Regions from separate parts of the Danio rerio genome. Here region 1 is linked to region 2. Evidence: chromatin contacts called from public HiChIP or PLAC-seq data. All regions are on one chromosome and are shown on one strand. The core of a region is the stretch at or near the end of the contact, and the rest is flanking DNA. Distances in the headings are between cores, read along the strand shown.

The links. HiChIP or PLAC-seq counts read pairs in DNA pulled down with a chosen protein or histone mark.
Region 1: an H3K4me3 HiChIP or PLAC-seq map of embryo shows a contact between it and region 2, with 7 times the contacts expected there. The contact joins the promoter of gpr39 here to the promoter of rab3gap1 in region 2. A contact is called at or near these places in 2 of 4 datasets of contacts at active chromatin or transcription factors (embryo and gastrula embryo).

What each region holds. Positions count from the first base shown.
Region 1 is chr9:58,861,423-58,865,663 of GRCz12tu, forward strand. It overlaps gpr39 (G protein-coupled receptor 39), which reads right to left and starts at 2,860. Exons shown (of 2, transcript NM_200417.2): 1 at 1,818-2,860; 2 at 3-710. The coding sequence starts at 2,583. The coding sequence ends at 154.
Region 2 is chr9:58,668,669-58,672,765 of GRCz12tu, forward strand. rab3gap1 (RAB3 GTPase activating protein subunit 1) reads left to right here and starts at 1,329. Exons shown (of 24, transcript NM_001077788.2): 1 at 1,329-1,361; 2 at 1,508-1,563; 3 at 2,977-3,052. The coding sequence starts at 1,344. It overlaps LOC108179575 (serine/threonine-protein kinase Nek5), which reads right to left and starts at 566. Exons shown (of 19, transcript XR_012385749.1): 1 at 309-566. LOC141376250 (a long non-coding RNA gene) reads left to right here. Exons shown (of 3, transcript XR_012385752.1): 3 at 1-29.

The DNA of each region.
Region 1 (4,241 bases), core at 1,610-4,109, 190 kb after region 2:
TGGTCTACAATGGTCCCCAGTGGTCTATAGTGTTTGTCTACAGTTTTCCCCAGTGGTCTACAGTGTTCCCCAGTGGTCTACAGTGTTCCCCAGTGGTCTACAGTGTTCTGCAATCCTGGCCTATGTTGGTCCTGTTGTGTTTTCCTGTGGTCTTCAGCTGCTTTGTTCATCAGGCAGTGTTGGGCAGTGTGTCAGCTGGTTTCTCTCCTTCTCCTGAGAGTCAGAGGTCAGCTCTCCTTCACCCTGGGGCCAGTTTGTGGTGTTCTGAGGGTCAAGGGTCAGCTTTCCTTCACCCTGAGGCCGGTCCGTGGTGTTCAGAGAGTCTCTTCTCTCTGCAGATGATGGCGGTGTGGATCTGCTACTGGTGGCCATGCGTATGCGGTTGAGAGAGCGCTGCAGCAGGGGCCGTAAGGTGTTATTGGAGCTCTTGGAGGCTCCACTGTTTTCCAGCGTTCTCCTGTTAGCGTGCTGGAGGGACAGGCGGCACAGCAGCGTTTGCAGGAAGGCGGAGCGGAACTGGCGTGAGGACAGGTTATACAGCATCGGGTTCAGCACCGAGCTCAGGTAGAAGAAGCTGTCGGCCACCGGGTGAAGTTTGATGTAGCTGGTCAGGTAGCTGCCGGTCCACGAGGACTTGGGCACTGCGGCCGTCATCAGCCTGCGGATCTGATTCGGCATCCAGCAGACGAACAGAGCACAGACGATCAGCACTAACACACACACACACACACACACACACACAGAGGACAGAGAACAGAACAGTGCATTAGAAGACATGATGAGAGATGATGTGGTCCATACTGAAGATCATAACTCTTATTGATCAGTCTTGTGAATGGTGTGCCTGAAATGCTGCGGTTCCTGTAAATCAGAGACTCTCAGACTGATAATGCATGATAAGTCTTGATATTCATAGTTTTTAATTAAATTTTAATTGTTTTGTGAAGAGCTGACACACGTCCATCTGAACACTCTCATTTAAACCAGGAAACACCACTGAACTCCGTCTGCTGCTGTCACTGAGTGCTGAGAATAATGGCTCTTGCTGATGTCACCGCCTCTGCAGCTCTGCTTCTGCAGTGCAGCCTCCATCATGCCTTCATTCAGCAGAGCCATAAAGCCATCCAAAGCCCATCAGCTCAACCTCGCTTCATGTTCATTAGACCACCCAGTAAGGTGATTTAACCATGGTCTGTGTGACTGATGAGTGTGTGTTCATGAGTCTGGCATTAGTGTCTATGTGTCATTGCGTCAGAGGATGGGAGTGCCGGTGTGTGTGGAGTCTGGACCCTTCAGAGATTTCCTCATCAGAGCAGAAGCTGCGGTCAGAGAGCAGAATGCAGAGAGCAGATCGTGTTCAGACTGAAGTGGATATCTGCGTACCGCAACACAAGCTTGTGCCATAAGTGTCACGTGTCGTTCTAAAGTTCAAGTTTGGTGACCTCTGACCTGCGAACGTGATTGTGTGACACTAACGGAGGATCAAAACGTACACAATATCTCTGTACAGATATTCAAAATATGGAGTAATCACTGACTTTATGGATGTCTAATCGTCTAGAGCAGGGGTCACCACACTTGTTCCTGGAGGGCCGGTGTCTTGCAGATTTTAGCTCCAGCCCTAATCAAACACACCTGAACAAGCTAATCAAGCTCTTACTAGGTATACTTGAAACACCCAGGCAGGTGTGTTGAGGCAAGTTGAAACTGAACCCTGCAGGGACACCGGCAGGTCAGAGATTGGTGACCGCTGCTCTAGTGTGACCACAGGATAAGCTGACCGAGAGGCAGATGGTGAATGTGTAAGTGAGTCCTACCCAAGAACAGGATGGTCTGTTTGCGGGAGGCTTTGCCGCGAGCGCTCTGGTGTTTGTGATCTCCGCTAGCGCCGGCTTCAGCAGGGCCCATGGGCGCCCGCAGGACCAGGATCATGGCCCGGCACATGAAGGCCACGCCGGCCAGCACCAGCAGGTAGAGGACGAAAGCGGTGAAGATGCTGGTGCGGTACATCACCCAGTGCTGGCTCAGGCTGGTGCAGAAGGTCAGGTTCTGTACGGGGGTCTGGCGGCCCGCGGGCACGTATCCTTCAGTCCCGGTGGCCACCAGCAGGGGCAGCGCCACCAGGGCAGAGCAGAGCCAGGCCGCCAGCAGGAGCCTCCGTGTTCGGCCGCCGCGCAGCGCTCGATAGCGGAACGGGTGGCAGATGGCCAGGTAGCGCTCCAGGCTCAGCGTGGCCACGTTCAGAATGGTGGCGTAGCTGCACAGCTCGAACAGGAAGTTGTATATGCGGCAGGCGGCGTCACCTGAGCGAGATAAGAATGGGAACCAGATGGCACTGTAGAGCTCCACCGGTAGCCCGATCAGCAGCACCAGCAGGTCGGAGCAGGCCAGGCTCACCATGTGCTCCGCCACGCTCCTCTGCAGGTACCCGTTCCGCTGCAGTACCTGCGCCACGTGGATGGTAGCGCTGTTGCCCAGGACGCCCAGGCTGAGGATCAGGCAGTACAGCACCGTCAGGAACACCTTCAGCCCATAGCTCGGCTCCAGCTGCTGCCAGTCGCGCTCCGGCTGCTGCGGGTCCATGTTTATCTGCGCTCGCTGGTGGACTGTGCTGCGCTTATCCCTCCGCTCTCTCCAGCAGTCTTCCCCTCTCCGCTCTCTCCAGCGTTGATCATCAGACTCTCAGACTCTCTGGAATCTCAGCTGAGGTCTGGAACTGAAGCGTCCGCCAGTCCCTCATGCTGGAGATCTGCTCCGTCCTCCTGGTCTCGTCTCTCGTGGTGTTTGGCTCGGACTCGTCTGGAGATTCCTGCTCTCGCTGGGTTAATGATTAGTGTTTGACTGAGGAGCGCGGAGGCGGAGGAGTTTCTGCCAGAGCTGGAGCACAGAGCCGTGTTTGAGCAGCGGTCATTAGTCACATGATGAGTTTACAACACACCGCTGAGTCCTGATTGGCCCACAGCACCTGAGTGTGTGAGAGAATGGGGTGTGTGTGTGTGTGTATGTGTGTGTTTTGGAGAGTTAGTGTTTGTATAGTGGGGTGTGTGCTTGTACAGTGGTGTGTGTGAGTGTGTGTTTGTGCATGTTTAAGTCAGTGTATGCTGCAGTGATTTTAGGCTATAGTTATAAATCACAGCTCCTCAGAGTGGCAGTGTGTGTGTGTATAAGTATTCTAGCGTGTGTGTGTGTGTGTGTCCATCCTAGTCATTGGTGCTGCTGGATTTGGTCTGAAAAACACCACATCATCATAGCTGTGAGTCAGAGAGCAGATAAAGAGAGTTAATATCTCTCTCTCTCTCTCTGTGTGTGTGTGTGTGTGTGTGTGTGTGTGTGTTATTGTAGGTCCCGGTTCAGCACTAACGCAGATAAACACTGAGCTGTAAATCAGAGATAAGGGCACTAACCAGGCTGCTTTACCCACTGATATCAGCAGCTGTAGATCAATACCATAAACTGATCCTGACTGAAGAACACACACACACATATACACACACACACACACACACACACACACACACACACACACACACCTATAATCATACACTTTATTCAACATGTGCTATTGGAGGAGTCTTTTGTGTTGGCTTGTGTGTGAAACGGTTAGCCTGCTCAGTCTGATCTATCTGGTGTTATTTAGGGAAAGATTATTAAAGCAGACCCTTTTATGTCTGCGATTTGAAGAAAAATAGATGTGTGTGTGTGTGTGTGTGTGTTGTACAGTCACTGCTGGTTAATAACTCAGACATATAGAGATGATGAACACATGAGCGCCCTCTGCTGGACACATGCTCTCATTCACTCTCAGACAGTCAGAAGCAGCTGAAGCTCAGCTCTGTGCAGACCAGAGATATTCCAGCATTCAGCTCCAGCTTCTCTGCAGACCAACATCAGCAGCAGGTTAATCTCTCTTCTCCAATGATGCTGTGTAGAACAAAGACTTATCCAACATCCTCAATCTCTCGCTCCAGTGAAATCCCGGTCTGTCTCTTTCCTCAGACTGCTCCCTGGTTCGCCCCTGAATTACCCTCATCGAAAGCTAAAGGTAGTGAACTCGAGTGTCTCTGTCATAGACCTGCTCTCATCATCCACACAGAAATGCACAGACCTGCTGTGCTGCTTCATGAGGACTCCGTCATTCAAACCAAATCCCTGTGTAGGCATGTATAAACAGCTCCAGGCGACGCGGGGGTGCAGTAGGTAGTGCTGTCTCCTCACAGCACTCAGGTCGCTGGTTTGAGTCT
Region 2 (4,097 bases), core at 79-2,578:
CCTTAAATAAAATATAGAAAGTTATTGCTATTTTTATTTAATGTGTTGTGCTTTTAGTTACTATACTCTTCTATTTAGTTACTATAATTCTGCAGATTTTGTACAAAAACATCGGCATAACTAAATAGAAACGTTACCGCAACATTGCCGGAACGTTTAGTCAGCTGAGCAGCCGCTATGAACGTTATTATCGCTATTATTCTTGTGTTTGGAAGTCCATTTAACAGCTGATAGTGACTTCGACTCCTCTTTCTCCTTAATCCGTCGGAATGTTGACTGTTTATTGTGTTTTGTGTGTGAAACTGCACCTGTGTGAGGCTGATCTCCTTGATGACGTAGAGCTGCTCGTCCCCGCGTCTCCGTTTGACCAGCAGCGCCTTTCCGAACGCGCCCTGACCGATCTGCCGGATCACCTCATACCGCTCCATCATCAATATGATGATATGATATGACGATATTAATACTAATATTTATGATGATGATGATGATGATGATGAAGAAGATCTCCCGTGGGAGCGCGACGGTTTTAGTGCGCGCGAACATAAGCCTGGCATCACCATGGCAACGCGTCAACAGCGTCGCTCTGGTAGGAGAAACTTTAGAAATGGAGAACGCCTGTTCAGGCTGACCGGAGGAATCATCCATTACATTTAATATACTGTAATTATTTAAAGTGATGTTTTTGGACTTCATAATATTTATATTTAGTTAGTCATTAAAAATGAAGTTTATTTTGTTCAAATAAAAGTTTTAAATCTTTAGGCAAATGTAAAAATATGTTAAAATGACGTGAAATAAGTGAAGAGTTTAATAATTAAGTGTTTAATAATGATGCATGTTTTATACATGTTTTTATAATGAACATTTGTAAATTATAATCATAATTATTCCGAATGTGACACCAAACTGCCTTTATAGTAATACATTAAAATATATTAAAATTCTAAAAACGATGACTGAAACTGGTTCATAATGGATAATTATGCAACAAAAACGTATTTAACTCTGCTCAGTTCCTGGAGGACCGCAGCTCTGCACAGTTTAGCTTCAACTCTAATTAAACGCACCTGATCAAACTCATTGAGTCCTTTAGGCTTGTTTAAAACCTGCAGGTGAAGCTGCGGTCACACCAGCGTTTGAGCTTGAGAAATTAGCCTCTGAAAATATTTGTTTACAGTTCCTTTTGTTCTATGAAACCTTTATTTCAGTGTATTTGAATACTACTTCAAGTGGAATTGTTTATTTAAATTAAAAAAGTTGAACTAACACACTGGCTGACGTGTCAGAGCTGCGGGACGTCGTTTCCCAGAATGCACCAGGACAGGAATAAACAGAGAGCCAAGATGGCGGCCGACAGTGATGTGAGTTTCTGTGTAAATGCGCATCTTCATCATCAGTTTCTTCATATTGTGTCGTAATCGTGTGTCCTTTAGATGTGCTATGATTATGCCACACATCTGCTGTATTTTCTGCCCTGACTGTCACCTGTCGCTGTTTTCTGTTTCAGCCCGAGTCTGAAGTGTTTGAGATCACGGATTTCACCACCGCGTCCGAGTGGGAGAGGTACGAACACACACACATACACACATACACACACACTACTCATCAAATATAAACACACACACGTATGAACACTTAAATATAAACACACACACACACACACACACACATAGATAAACACACTCTTGTGAGTCAGTGTGTGTGTTATGGCTGCATGTTTGCAGTCTCCCTCCATGAAGCAGAAGCTGATGTTAGCACATCTTAATGATTATTGAGGTAAAGTTGGTTTATTTTCGCACTTTGGTTCAGTGACAGCTTCTGACACGCTCCCTATATTGTTTACCGTGGCACTTTGAATATTCGGTCTGAGCTCGCATGTAAGAATGACTTCAAAACAATATTAGCACTAGTTGATAGTCATCAGCTGCTAGTATGATTTCACTATTTACAGTTTGCTAAAACACTATTCTGAAATTATATTTTTAAAGAGAAAGTCCCAATGTGTGAATATAAAGCCACCTTTAGCACAGCTGTATGATTTCCCAGCACACATCAGTGTCATTATCAACATATGAACTCGCATCTCCATCTCTTTATCGTTGTGTGTTCAGATTCACTCCTCTTTGGGGATCCAACTGCTGTTTGTGCCCCATTCACCTCCATTATAGTCACATTTATTGACGTCAGAGCCCTGACAGCAGATGATCCTGCAGTCTTGGCTGTTGCTGGTTATGCCTGTTGGGATTTAAAGGGGCAATTTGTCGATTTAGTTTACACATATGCTGTAAATTAAGCATATTCTGTCTTTTCACTGATTAAATATTTCAACACGCTTTTATAGTGTTATTATTGTGTGTTGTGTTTTGTGTGAGCTGTGTGTGATGTGAGAGCTTATCGACTTGTGTTGTGTTCAATGTGGGTTTTGTGTGATGTGCATGACATGTTTGACCTGTGTGTGTGTGTGTGCTTTATTGTCTTATACTCTGTGATATTGGTTCACATATAATATAATGTAATATAATATAATATAATAGACCAATAATAATCTGCAGATTGCTTATTTGTTCTTTTTTTCTGTAATTCAACAAGCTTTTTTGTTATTAAAGTGTTATATTAAAATTACAATGTGTTCCAGATAGTTTTTTGTTTAATATTGATTATAATATAATATAATAACAGCAAGCTTTTATTGTGTTAATACATTACAGTGTTCCTGATGCTGAAACTGATGTTTTTTGTGTGATGTTGCTTCATCTATAATATAATAAAGTATAATATAATTTAAAATAATATTAATTAATATAATATAATATAGTATAATATAATATAGTATAATATAATGTGATGTAATGTAATATAATATAGTATGATTTAATATAATATACACCTAAAAATCTGTGCATTGCTTCTTTGTTCTGTTTTTCGTCCTCGTCCATCTGTATAGATCAATAATAATTATATTTTTCCTCTCCATAGATTCATCTCCAGAGTGGAGGAGGTGCTCAATGATTGGAAGCTGATTGGCAGTCGTGTTGGAAAACCGCTGGAGAAGGTCATTACCCATGATCACATTAACACCAAACACTGTCCAATACACAAGACCTCTCGCTCGTGTAGAGGAAGCCCCGCCTTCTAGTACATGAGCCAATCAGCGATCACTATAGACCAAACTTGTTCCTGGAGGGTCGGTGTCCTGCAGATTTTAGCTCCAACCCTAATCAAACACACCTGAACAAGCTAATCAAGATCTTACTAGGTAAACTTGAAACATCCAGGCAGGTGTGTTGAGGCAAGTTGGAGCTAAACCCTGCTGGGCACCGGACCTCTCGGAGCGAGTTTGGTGAGCCCTCCTATAGACTGAGGATCCTCTGAGAGAGGGGCTCAGTGCAGACGTGTGTTCAGGACAGTTCCTGGACCTGCTGCTTTTCCGAGTCCGAAAACACACTGTATTCTCAGCGAATACTTCACAGACATGAGAATTACATTACCTGACAGAAGTCTTGGCGCCTATCCAAGTTTTAGAAGCATTAAATACTAACTGCTCTTCTAGTTGGTGATTTGCTGTCAGAAGTGTCTCTATGAAAGGTGAAGGCCTCTAGATTTTGCTGATTTGAGCTCAATAAATCTGATCATGTCTTGATGTTGACTGATTTGATGAGGACAGTGCGCTCTGACTCTGCTCAGACTAAAGTGTCATCACTGAACAGAAATAATGTCCAGTATAGAATATAAAGTCCTGCTGCAGTGGAGACAGAATGAATATTGTGTCTGACTCCATCATGAGCTTGGAGTACTGCATCCATACATCTCTGACATGACTCACATCACTGATTAATAAAGTCATCTGGAATGAAGAAGAAAGCCTTCAGCAGGATCCCAGAGTTCATCAAGAGTCTTTGTGTTCATCTTCAACGCCTCCTCCTTCATCAGCTCAATAATGTTGATGTCTGGTGACTGGGCTGGCCAATCCTGCAGAAGCTTGACCTTCTCTACTTTCAGGAGCTTTGATGTGGAGGCTGAAGTATGAGCAGGAGCGCTATCCTGCTGGAGAATTGTCCCTCTCCTGTGGTTTGTAATGTAATGGGCAGCACAGATGT